Linked DNA regions of Arachis hypogaea: region 1 is linked to region 2. The links are chromatin contacts, called in public Hi-C maps. All regions are on one chromosome and are shown on one strand. Each heading gives the region's core, a stretch centred on a gene start, on an enhancer-like site or on the middle of the called end of the contact. The rest is flanking DNA. Distances are from core to core; before and after follow the strand shown.

Region 1 (6,748 bases), core at 422-2,921, 74 kb before region 2:
TATAAAATCAGCCATTAAAATTAGTTATTAATGTATTTATATATAAATACATATATAATTTAATTTATTTTTAATATATATTTTATACTAGTGATTGATCTTAGAGACTAATTTTGGTATACAGATAACATGGTTGATTGAAAAAACAGATGAAGGTAATTAACTTAGCTTAGTAAGCACTCACCCGAAGCCAAGTTGAGGATGTAGAACAGAGCCATCGTCTAATCTAAAGGAAATAAAGTCCCTAACAAGCACCCCTGAACAAAATTCATTGTCTGCATACTCGATTTTATATTTACATGGCCCAGTTGGTGGAACGCAGTTTCTATTTAGCGCAGCACACAGGGGTTCTTTGCATTGGATGTTACTGTTGGGGTTATACGGATAATATTGTGAACGCTGCAAGTAATAAAGACACAAAAATCAAGGAGAATATATAATTAAGGTTGTTACGGTATAAATGAATGATAAAACTAAATTAATTTAAGATTTAAATTAATTTTAAGATTGATTGTTGCATTGCATTGCTTACAGGTGTGCAGGTCTTACAGGGTTTGGACTGAACCCAAGTGAGATCACTACCAGAGTCAATGTCAAGGTCGTATAATTGAGGTGGATTTCCAATTGCCACTTTCACTGTATAATATCTGTATCAATACAAAAAAGCAAAATATTCATTTAATTTTAAGGAAAAATCAATTACAATATAGTATACAAAGAAACTGCACAGAAAAAATTAAAATTTTACGTAAAATTAAAAAAATAAATTAACTACGTAAAATATAAAATTTTAACTAAATTTAAATTATAAAATCGTTAGAATTAGTATAAATTTTACAAAATTAATTGATTTATTTAAAATTATAATATTAAAAATTTTTAAAAATTAAATTGGGATTCCAGGTACTATATGCGTGCAAAGAAGCCACCGTAAAAATGGAATGATTTAATTTGGATACAAATTAAGAGCATTGTTGAAATAATCAATTAGTCAAAGACTTAACAAGGAAGTTAACTTTGAGAATAATTGGTCAGAACAAAAATATGGACTAGAAATTATTTAATTTATTTTATTTATTACTATAATGGAAACCAGAATGGTAGAATCAGCATCCATATCATTTCTTCTTTAAACATAGATGGTGGATGGTAGATGCATAAGCTAAGAACATAGTAAAAAAAAAAATTGAAGGTAGGAAAAAAAAAAACCGTACCCAAGAGGATAGACATTCCCTTGAATGGCGAAATGAAAAGTGTGGCCAGATGATCTAGAAGGAGCTGCGGGTTTTGGTTGTGGCTTCTTGGCGTTGAGAATCTGATCATTTGTATCATTCACTTTTGACAAAGAAACTGAGAAAATTGCACAAAGGATTAGAACAAGAAACAACACCTTCCTCAATGGAACAACCCCACTTGTTCCTTTCACATCCATGAGAGAGAGGAAAAAAAAAAAAGAAGTGGTTGTTTTAATTTGTTGCCAATAGTAATGTTTCAATTTGTTATGTGATTGTTAGAGACCGCGTGAATCTTATAGGGAGATGAAAGTGATGAAGTGATGATCCATTGACTTTTGTTACTTTTAGTTTTGGTCTTTTTTCTATATAACCAAGAGCTATATATCTAATAATAATATTGGAAATTATTTACCTTCTACTTGAGTATTTTCTGTGTGCTTTGTGGTTGATTGAATATGTGATTTTTATATTAATCGGTAGTTAGTTTGGTTAACAGAATATTCCATCTATTTTTTAATAATTGTCCAAAAAATAAAAAATATAGATCAAACACAAATTTCATAATAGTAAAAAATTATATGGATAGAAAAAAATACTCTCATACGAAAATATAATTTTTCCATTAATATTATAATAATTAATTTTAAAATAAATGAGATATTAGTATTAGAGATCATTTAAAAAAAATACTATTGAATATTATAGTAAATAGGATGAATTTTTTAAAATCTTAAAAATATAAATGAAATAGTATGCATTTTTACGGAATGAAAGAAGCGTTTGGAATTAATTAAGGTTTATAATTGGATTATAATTATTTCACATTTAATAAAACATAGCTTCTTATTATAAGTGATCTCTTTGTAAATTTGAGTTAGGTTTTCAAAAACTAAAAGAACAAAGATTTGTGTTAGAAACTAGAAAGAATTGGGAAGCTTCCTAGACCGCGTTTGGCTTCGAGAACGCGGACTTGCGGGCAGTTGGGCACTGCCCCTGATATTGATGGCTCATGGCTGTTACTTCATTCTAAATTTCTAATTTGAATTTCTAAATGTCAGTTGCCACCTAAAGAGTAGTATTTGCCTATTTGGTAAATACAGAAAAGCTCTCCATACAAGCTATTAGGGCTTGTATGCTTTACAAGTTCATTAACCAATAAACCTTTAAAACGCGCTGCAACCCTACGTCCAATACACGCACTATATAACTATCAAATTTAAAAGATTTGTTTCCTTTCTTCATTCTTCTTCTCGTTCTTCTTCTTCTGGTTCTTCTTCTTTTCGTTCTTCTCTCCTTATTTTCTAGATTTGTTTCGTTCTTCTCCTCGTTCTTCTTCTTCTTCTCGTTCTTCTTCTTCTCGTTCTTCTCTCTTTTAACTCCAGCTTCGTTTTCTATCGATTTTTGTTTACTGAAATCAAAGTTTGGATTCGTTTTGAAGATAATGGTTGATTCAACGTCAGATTCTCAGCTGAATCAGAGCGAAGTGGATTATGAATTTGAATCTAACGAAGTTCCTGAGGTTTGATTTACATACGTTTACTCTGAATTTTGTTGTAGTAATTTGTATAGCATTGTGTAGCTGAATAATTCGTTAACATTGACTGTGAGACTAACGCGTCAACATAAATCTGTGGATTGAATGTAATGTATTAGTTTTGATTGATTTTCTGGAATTCATAGCAGACGCTCGAGTATAGATTAGAATTTTTTTTGGGTGTATTTGTTTCGGTAGTGTGGGTGTATTTACATTTATGGCTGTTTCTGTTATTTTAGCTGAGTTGTTGTCGTTCGGGTGTATTATATCAGACATGATTAGGTGTGTTTTTAGTTTTTTGTGACGGTGTATTCTGCAGCATGTGTGTTTACAACTTATGGCTTTTATTGTCATTTTAGTTGAGTTGGTGCCGTTCGGGTGTATTATATTTGCAATAGTTGGGTGTATTTATAGTTTTTGACATGGTGTATTCTGCAACCTCTCTTTGTTGTTGATGACCAGTTTGTTCCGAAGGTTGGAATAACCTTTACCACCCTTGAAGATGCTGAAAAATTTTACAGGAACTACGCCAAGGTTGCAGGTTTTTCTACAAGAGTTCGGAGCACAAATAGGAAGGGAAACGAGATTAAGAATCAATTGATTACATGTAGTAGAGAGGGAAAATGGAAATCTAAAATATCTCTGACCGAGAAGACGAATCTGACAGCCGGTTTAAACTGTCCTGCAAGAATTTATATACACACATTGAAGGATGTCGGTGCTTGGATCATTTCAAAGGTTGTGCTGGATCATTCACACCCCTGCTGTCCAAGTAAAGCAGAGATGCTCAAACAGCACAGGGAACTAAGCATGTCCATTCGTCGTACAATAGAGAATAACGAGGAGGCCGGCATCAGACCAAGCAAAACCTACCAATCATTTGTTGCGGCTGCCGGGGGTCACCGCAAGTTAAATTTTATCGAAAAGGACGTGAGGAATTACATTACCAGGGAAGTGCGGAATGTTTCCGAACAAGAAGATGTAAAGGAATTTGGAAAATATTTGTTAAGAATGAAAGAGAAGAATCAGAATTTCTTTTTTGAGCTTGAACTCGAGGAGGATCAATCGATTAAGCTGGCTTTTTGGGCCGATGCAAGAAGTAGAGCTGCCTTTGAGTATTTCGGAGACGTCATTTCATTTGACACCACCTACAATACAAACAGGTAACAAACTGCCCCTGTTTATGATGCTAAATTAATGTATTTTTATGAATCCGCAGCAGAGGTGTATATTGGCTGTTTTTTGGGTGTATACGAAGAATGTGTTGGGGTGTACCTAATGATTTTGCATTCTGCACTATGGTAATTTGTTTCAAGTATAATTTGGTCTGTGGTTCTTTTGTCGGGGTGAATCACCACGGTCAGTCAATACTTCTCGGATGCTCTTTGATGAAAAACGAAGAAATTGAATCATTCAAATGGTTATTTCAATGTTGGCTTCGTTGCATGGGAGGAAACGCTCCGAAAGGGTTTCTCACCGATCAATGTGCATCAATGAAAAGGGCTTTAGAGGCCTGTATGCCAACAACAATTCACCGTTGGTGTATTTGGCACATCATGAAGAAGATTCCAAGCAAATTAAACGGGTACAAGGGACATGCAGATATTGAACAAGAAATGAGCCAAGTTGTTTGGAACTCTCATAGCAAAGACTCATTCGATAGGAATTGGAATGATTTTCTGCTGAATTTTGGTCTTGTGGACAACAAGTGACCTTCAGGTAATGTTTGTTTAAAATCTGCAGCAGAGGTGTAAATGCATATTTTTTCGGGTGTATTTATTGTCTGTGCTTGGGTGTATTCTGCATATCTGTATGAAGACCGTCATATATGGGTTCCTATCTATCTGGATCACCACTTTTGGGCAGGGATGAGAAGCACACAAAGGAGCGAGAGCATGCATTCATTTTTTAACAAGTTTATCACCTGGAACAGCTCGCTTATTCAGTTCGTCAAACAATACGATAATTGCCTCGGAAGCAGGGAGCAAGCAGAGAGAGAATCAGATGCTGCAGATTTTCATACGGTCATACCGTGTGCAATCAAATCCTCCATTGAAGCTCAGTTTCAAGATATGTACACTCATCAAAAGTTTAGGGAAGTCCAAGCGCAATTCAAAGGAAAGGCGAATTGCATCACTAGATTAACGAATTCCGCTCTAGGCTATTCAGTATACGAAGTCAGAGAACAAGTTTCCAGCTCAATATTCAACAAGTTTGTGGTTACTTACGACTCAGTTGCAGCCGAGGTAAAATGCCAATGCTTATTATTTGAGTCGAGAGGGATACTGTATCGTCATGCACTAAGCGTGTTAAGCTTTGAACAAGTAAGCCAAGTGTCACCTAGATATATATTGGAACGATGGAGCAAGAAGGTAAAGAGATGACACACACACATCAAGAGCAGCCACGACGAGCCATTGATGGAGCCAAGAAGCAAGAGGTTTGACCAATTGGTTTTTCGTTCGCAAAATATTTGTGAATTTGCATCCGAATCGAAGGAGTTGATTGCAATTCTGCACCGTGCGTACGATAACGTCATGGCTGAGATGGAATCATTAAAAGCCAAAAGGAAGGGGACATCTTCTTTATCTCACGAAGATGCCAACTTGGAATCCGTTAACGAGCTTCAAAGCCCCCCAAGGATCCGAACAAGAGGACGTCCAAAAAATAGGCTAGGTTCAAAGTTGGACAAACAGATTACAAATGCCACAAAGAAGAAGAAAAAAAAAGTTTTAAGCGAGGTAAAAGTAATGTTCTTTAAATTTGTGGTGATTGAGTTCATTTTTCTTGTTAATAGTTTAGCTAATATGTGAGTGTTATATTCAGATAAACCTATTTGATGCTGCATCAGTGGTGCATTCAAATTCCAGCCAATATCAAGGACATGTTATGAATTATCAGTTTAGGATACCAGCAGTAGGGGATAACTCTTTGGGTGTATAGTTTTACAGAATATGGGTGTAAAAGCACCAGGGGCGCAGGTAGGTATAAACAAAGGGGGGCAATGGCCCCCCCAAAATTTTAGCTTTTATTCAAAAAAAAAAAAAGTCTGATCCCCTTTTTTTTATTTCTCAGCCCCCTCTCTTTTTGTTTTATCTTTTCCAATCCCCCTCCCCCTCTCACTTTTAATTTCTACAAAACCCAGCCCAATAGCCCATCTGCCCATTCCCTATCCCTTTTCTATTTTCCAATCCTTATCTCTTTTTTATTTCCCAACGTATAATCACTAATCAGTTCCCCAATCCCCTTTTTCTATTTTTCAACATACAACCGGTCTCTTCCTCTCCCTCTCTTCCCACCTTGGCTTTCAAAAAATTTAGGTAACAATTTTTTCTATTCTTCTTCTTCTTTATCTCTTTAATCTTCTTATCTTTTACAATTTTACCTTTTTAACTCTTTTTTTTGTTTTTTGCAGATTAAAAAAAAAGAGTAGTTTAACAAGTGATTTTTCACTCCTCTTTCTCAAAAAAGGTTCTATTTTTATTCTTTTTTATATATTTAGTTATTTACTTAATTAGTTAATTTATTATTATTTGTTAATTAAGTTTATGTTATTATATGTTAGTTTGTATATTTAGTTTTTTTTATTAGTTAACTATTTAATTACAATTTTATATTATTTATACTAAGATGTTAGTATTATTGTTCTGAATTTTAATATTTTATTTTAAATTGAAATATAATTTTTATATTTTATAAAGATTTAGACTGTAATTTATACTTTTTGCTAAATATATTTTAAATTATAGGAACTTATTTGGCCATTTGAATTATGAGTAAGTTCAAAATCATTGATACATTTTTTAAAAGAAAAGATCAAGAGAATGAAGATGCTTCTACTATTACTACTCCAATACTTGAGGGGTCATCAAATTTCATTACTTCAAGTTCTTCATTGAATAGCTCAAAGCGTCCACGACTTCTTCCAAATCAACTGGATGTTTTTCGTTTGGAAAGAGATCCTGGAATGCGACCAATG
Region 2 (6,718 bases), core at 2,883-5,382:
CACCACCAAGTTCAATACGTCGGACACAACCGTTTTGACCAGCACCGAAGATCTCATCCGAGATCGACCTACAGTTTCAGGTAACCCTCGGAAAAACTCCCCACTGAGCAAAGGGTCGGGAGGCCATCATTGAGCTTAACTCCACTGCTGGGGACTTGTGAAAGTTAGCATTCTCTTGGAATCTTTTACACTTCCTCACAAACTCTTGGGCATCCGACATTATGGAAGGCCAATAGTATCCAGCTCCAACAAGCTTCCTGGCCAACGCCTTTCCCCTAATATGGTGGCCGCAACATCCTTCGTGGACTTCGTCCAAGACATAGTCCGTTTGGTCAGGGCACAAGCACTTTGGCAGGGGTTGATTAAGCCCTCGTTTGTACAGCTGGCCCTGTATCGCTACATACTTGGTCGCCTCCCGTCTTACATAGAGAGGGCTCGGATCAGATCTATCCACGAGTGAGGGCTCGACGCTTGTGTTACATAGAGAGTTACCGACGGCTCCTTTACGAGCCCTTGAATCAAAGCTCGGTTTCCCGTGCCGGACTTTGTGCTTACCAACTTCAATAGGAGGTCAACTCTCGCATTTCTTTCTCTAGGTACATGTTGAATCGTGACCTCTTCGAAATCTTCGCATAACTTTTTCACCATTTCCAAGTACTTCTGGAGTAAGGAGTCCCTAGCTTGATATGACCCGTTGACCTGAGAGGTAATGATTTGGGAGTCACTGTTGACCTCAACTCGCGACGCTTCAACTTTTTTGGCTAAGAGAAAACTGCTTACCAAGGCTTCATATTCCGCTTGGTTGTTGGAGACTGGAAAGTTAAACTTGACTGATTGCTCATAAGTCATCCAGCCGAGGTTTCGAGGATTATCCCTGCCCCTCCGAACGTTTCGTTGGAGGCGCTGTCAACATGGAGCTTCCACCGCGTGCTCGTGTTTTCGGGAGCGTCACCAACTACCTCGACCAGGAAGTCTGCCATTGCCTGGGCCTTGATCGCGTGCCTGGATTCATAGTGTAAGTCGTATTGAGATAGCTCAACCGCCCATGTCATCATGCGGCCTGCCAGGTCGGGTTTTTGTAACTCTTGGCGAATGGCTTGATCGGTCCTGACTGTGATCGGGTGTCCTTGGAAGTATTGCCTTAACCTCTGGGACGAGGTTAGTAAAGTATAGGCCAGTTTCTCCAACTTAGTGTATCTTAGCTTCGCTTCTTGGAGCACCTTGCTGATGAAGTACATCGGCTGTTGAATATTACCCTCTTCCCGGACGAGGATTGTCACCAAAGCTTGGTCCGTTACTGCCAGGTACAAGAACAATGTCTCCCCTTCTTTTGGCTTACCGAGGACAGGGGGAGCCGATAGTATCTTTTTGAAATGACTGAATGCATCTTCGCAGACTGGGGTACATTCAAAAGCTATTCCCTTTTTCATCAGATTGAAGAAAGAGAGGGCCTTTGCCGCTGAGGCACCAAGGAAACGGGACAGGGCGGCGAGCCTCCCAGCCAGCCTTTGCACATCCTTAATGTTTCCTGGGCTCGTCATTTGTAAGATGGCTTCACACTTGTCCGGGTTAGACTCTACTCCCCTCTGCGTTATCATGAAGCCATGAAACTTCCCGACCTCCATGGCAAAAGTGCACTTGATGGGGTTAAGTCTCATGTTATGCTTACGGAGAAACTCGAAGACGGCCTCCAGGTCTCCGACATAAACCTCAACCGACCAGGTCACTTGGCTCGCTAGTTTTTACCAGAATGTCATCGACATAAACCTCAACCGACCTACCGATAAGGTTGCTAAAAACCTTGTTCATCAGCCTCTGGTAGGTTGCTTCGGCATTTTTTAGTCCAAACAGCATCACTTTGTAACAATAAGTACCAGTGGGTGTTATAAATTCTGTCTTTTCCTCATCATATCGGTGCATGGGTATTTGGTTATACCTAGAGTATGCATCCATGAAGCTTAAGAACCGGTATCCCGCTGCTGCATCAACCAGGGCATCAATGTTTGGAAGGGGAAAAGAGTCTTTTGGACATGCTTTGTTGAGATCCAAGTAATCGACACACATTCTCCACTTCCCGTTGCCTTTCTTAACGAGCATTATCTTCGCCAGCCAAGTCGAGTACTCAAGCTCCCTGATGAACCCAACGTCTAAGAGAATGGCCTTTTACTTGGTTACCTCGTTAGCCCTTTCCTGCAACATTTTCCACCTTCGCCGTGGTATGAGCTTAGCATCTGGTTTTACGACAAGCCAGTGAGACATGAATTCGGGGTCCACCCCTGGCATGTGGGCGGGAGTCCAAGCGAAAAGGTTGTCTTTTGCTCTGATAGCTTCCATGAGAGATCCTTTTAGGTTGTGTGAGAGGTTTCTATTCATGAACGTGAACTTTTCCTCCGTGTTTCCAACTTGAAACTTCTCTAAGTCTCCCTGGGGATTTGGCCTTGGTCTGTCGTCTATTCTTACGTCCAGGCCAGCTAGGAACACCCCGGATGCCTCCTTTGACTTCTTTTTCAGGGAAAGACTGGCGTTGTTGCATGTGATGGCCGTTTCTAGGTCTCTTCTGATAGAACCGACGGTTCTGGCATCCGTGATAAACTTCATGGCAAAAAATTTGGTGTATATTACAGCTGAAAACTCATTGATTGTCTTTCTTTCTAGGATGACATTGTAGGCTGTGGAGTCTCTCAGGACAACGAATTACGCCATTACCAACCTCTTTCCTTCACCTGACCCTATATAGACCGGAAGGGTAATTACCTCGTCGGGTTTTATGTAGTTGTCCCCGAGGCCTATGACCCCATATTGATAGGTCTTGAGGTTGGTTTCTCTGAGTCCCAGGGCATCAAACACATTTCTGAACATGATATTTGAGTCAGAGTCAGTGTCAACAAGAATCTGTTTGACTAGGCCCGTCTCGATTCTTGCCATGATCTTCATGGGTGGGTTTTTCAGAAGCTCATGAAGCTATTGGTCCTCCAGAGCGAAGAATATCCTCGGGGGCGGCACGGATTGAGTCTTGTGGCTCCCTGATGACACGACTAAGACTTTGGCGTCCTTTTTTGTTGCCGACTTAGATTTGGGGGGTGTGTCTCGTCAGATCATGAAGCTTCCCCCCACGAATGGCTTGCTCCAAGGCGTTGACAGGATCCCATTGTCCGCAATTTGCTGGTACACCTCCATAATATGGGGGCTGTGAGGGGTGTGTAGTTTGTGAATTTCCCCACCCGAGGAAACGACTTAAAATGTTTTGATGGTTCTCCTTCCTTGGGGGCCTCTTTCGGTCTTTTAGTGTACTCGGGTTGACGAGTAGGTGGGTTGGTCGGTTACCGTTTGTTGGCTATCACAACTTGGTTGACCTCCTCATCGTTGATGTACTCTCTTGCCACGTTCTAGATATCCTATATGGTCCAGACGGGTTTAGTCTTGAGGTATTTTCTGAAATCTTCATTCAGCAACCCATTCGTCAAACACAGGCTAGCTACCGAGTCGGTCAAGCCATAGATTTCCAGGGATTCATCGTTGAACCTATCCAGGAATTTCTGGGTCGGTTCTCTATTTCTTTAGGTGTTGCATAGAAGGTTGATCGTGTGTTTGGCCTTGGCGATGCACGTGGTAAACTGTGCTAGAAAACTGTGACTTATATCCGAGAAGGCTATAATGGACCCCTGCAGAAGCGCGTTGAACCATTGGATTGCGGGGCCTGCTAACGTTAACGAGAAAGCTCGGCACCTCACTACGTCGCCGACACCTTCCAGGTTCATCTTGGCTTCAAAAGTCGTCAGGTGTTCTTGGCGGTCTTGGGTGCCATCGTACCTCATGTCTGTCGACTTGTCGAAATATTTTGGTAGCTGGACTTTGAGGATGGAGGAGTGGAAAGGGGTAGCTCCCATGGATTCTCGTCGTCTTCTCGATCTTTCTCGATGGGTTACTACGTGCCCTTCCAACCCATCCTGGGTCGTCTGGGACTGGGCATTTGTTCGGTGTCTGTTATCTCTTCGAGGGCTTCTGCCCCGAGCCCTCGACCTCGTTGGAGGAGATCGAGTGTGGGAGAGGCTTGGGCTAGGATGGTAATGGTCCTTTGCTGCTAACTCTCTTTCAAGATTTTGCACCTGGTGGTGTAGCTCTTGCATGATTCTGGCATTATCGTCACCCGTGCCCTGAAACGAACGTCTCTCATGAGAGCTGAAGGGTGGGTCATCTCTGTGAGAACGTGTTCTCGTATGCTCGCGGGAGGATGCCACGGAGGCTAACTTGCTCATCAAGCAGGTCACCTCCTCCTAATGCTCCCTCCTACTCGTGCTCGTCCATCAGGCCCAGCAGGAAATCCATTTACATCAGCTCCCCACAGACGGTGCCAATGTTTGGTTGCTTATGTTCTGAATGGGTCGGAAGTAGGGAGTGTCTGGGGTTAGGGAGTTGTTGGCAGATGGACCTGGATGGATTCCAAGGATGAGATTCCTCCGAGCTGTCATAGCAAGAGGCGGGGGAGTGCACCGGCAAGGACTCAAATGCTCAAGTTAGGGTCCATACAAAAGTGGCATTTAGGGTTAGGGTAGGTGACGTACCTCTGTGGACGGGTAGGGTCCTCCCCTTGTATATTCTCTGCTCGAGTGGGTCCCACATGAGCAGGCCCTCTTTCCTGGAAGCTTTCTTGTAACTGTTTAGGTGCTGTGACTCGGTACTTGTGCCTGACTTGCCAATGGGTTAGGCCGGAACAATCTTATACCGTCATTTTGTTTTTAGAGTGGGTATAGGTTGGACAAGCCTGACTCAAACCACACAACACATCTAATCCTTCTCTCTCTGATTCTCCACGCTCCAACTCACCTAATATGAAATTCAAAATAACTCTCTGTCACCTGATCTCTTAATTATCTATTGAAGATGGCAAAGACTGGAACGAGAAATGCTCTCTTCAGGAAGGGATGGCTCTCGCACGTATGACCGCTATGCTGCACCCAGCTCAACTAATGTTAAACTCCGATTGAAAGGCTGCAATGGAAAATTAAGAATTTTCCAACGTCCTGCTTCTTCTATTGCAAAGTTGTACCAGGGGTTAGCAGTGTCGCTCGCATTCTAAGAAGACACCAGTGGATTGTTGTAGCTCCTTTCAAACTTGAACATTGTGTGGAGAGACTCTGAATCAGATGGGCACTGAGGCTCTGGAGCAGACGGATCAACGATAAGAATAATGCTGGCTAGAGACAATGTGTTGGTGTATAAGCTTATTTATTATGAGAATTATAAATTTTGGCTCATAGTTAAATATTAGTTATTAGCATTTACAACTGTCAAGATCCTACTGATTAGTTCAGAGTTTGTTAGGATTTGTTATTAAGCTGTTGTGGTGGGCTTCTCATGTAGAGTATAAATAGAAAACTAGCTAATGTACTTAGGTGAGTTTTTTGAAAAATCTCAATGAGTATTCAGTTCAAATCTGTACCTTTTTTGTTCATCTTCTCCTAACATCCATCAACTTCTTCTTTGTTCAAAGAATCTGCATAGAAGAACAAATTTGAACATGATGCGGTGAGCGTGGAACCTAAAAAAATTAGAAAATCCAGTTTCCTCCCAAAATAAAATTTTCTCAGCCTCTGATTTTCAAACCTTTGCAACGTTGATAAATCAACTCACAACGCTTTAATCTAAAGTTGGAATAATAATAAACAATCCGATTTAAGACCCATCTAGTCCATATTTTCTGCATCCGAATGAAACTCCAGGTCTAACCGTAACTCACACTCTATTAACAACTCGAAATTACCATTCTTGGGCAACTCTGCCTAGTTATCGATTATATCAAAAGATAAATTGGGGTTCATTGATGGATCCCTTCCTAAGCCAGAGAAATCAAATCCAAACTTTGCACCTTAGAATAGATATAATACCATTGTGTTATCATGGTTGCGTTCCTCTATAAGTGTGAAAATCTTGTAAAATGTTCTTCGATATGTTGTAGCCTCAGAACTTTGGAGTGACTTCAAACACCGCTTTTATGAAGGGGATATATTTTGCATAGCAAAATTACAAGAGGAAATGTACGCAATCAAACATGGAGATCTTTCCATTACTAGCTACTTCACAAAGCTCAAAGGAATTTGGGATCAACTCGATGAATTTAGGCCAATCCATAATTATGATTGCGGCCCGCAGTGTTCATGTGACTTAAAGGTCATCAGAGATTATCGAGAACAAGAACATACCATACGTCTTTTGAGGAGTTTAAATGACCAATATACAACGGTTAAATCTTAGATCATGTTAATGGCACCACTCCCCTTTGTAAATTCTATCTACTCCTTATTTTTGCAACAATAACGACAATTCATTGGGTCAAAACAACATGAGGAGAAATTTCTAGTCATTGCTATGCATATCAATACTACAACTACATCCAACACGAGCTTCAAATCAACTTCCAACTCATCAAATCGCGGAGGAAGAGGCACTGCAAATCAAACAAATCGAGGAAGAACTGTAACAAGAAGAGGACTAACAAGAAGTTGTTCCCATTGTGGAAAATTAGGCCACATTATTGACACTTGTTACTATAAACATGATCCCCCTCCCCCTCCCCCCACCCCAATTTGCAAAGAAGAATTGACACAATGAGTCTGAACAACATGATTGCTACTAACAACACTTGTGACACTACTAACTCACAAAACCTCAAAACTATAAAAAATAAAGACACCAAGACTCTTGATGATTTATTCACTGA

Evidence for each region. A called contact is a pair of places that touch in the nucleus more often than the background predicts.
Region 1: a contact with region 2 is called in a Hi-C map of leaf, with 7 times the contacts expected there. The contact joins the promoter of LOC112706055 here to the enhancer-like site in region 2. A contact is called at or near these places in 3 of 8 Hi-C or Micro-C datasets (all in leaf).

What each region holds. Positions count from the first base shown.
Region 1 is chr8:10,720,285-10,727,032 of arahy.Tifrunner.gnm2.J5K5, reverse strand. It overlaps LOC112706055 (aspartic proteinase Asp1), which reads right to left and starts at 1,671. Exons shown (of 8, transcript XM_025757146.2): 1 at 1,215-1,671; 2 at 533-647; 3 at 185-399. The coding sequence starts at 1,432. LOC112704989 reads left to right here and starts at 5,724. Exons shown (of 2, transcript XM_025755852.1): 1 at 5,724-5,750. The coding sequence starts at 5,724.
Region 2 is chr8:10,648,760-10,655,477 of arahy.Tifrunner.gnm2.J5K5, reverse strand. No RefSeq gene overlaps it. Among protein-coding and RNA genes, the nearest start is that of LOC140174578, 7.9 kb to the right of the region's middle. Within about 2 kb of position 4,132, at least 2 of the 3 cell types and tissues checked have open chromatin away from gene starts, as enhancers often do.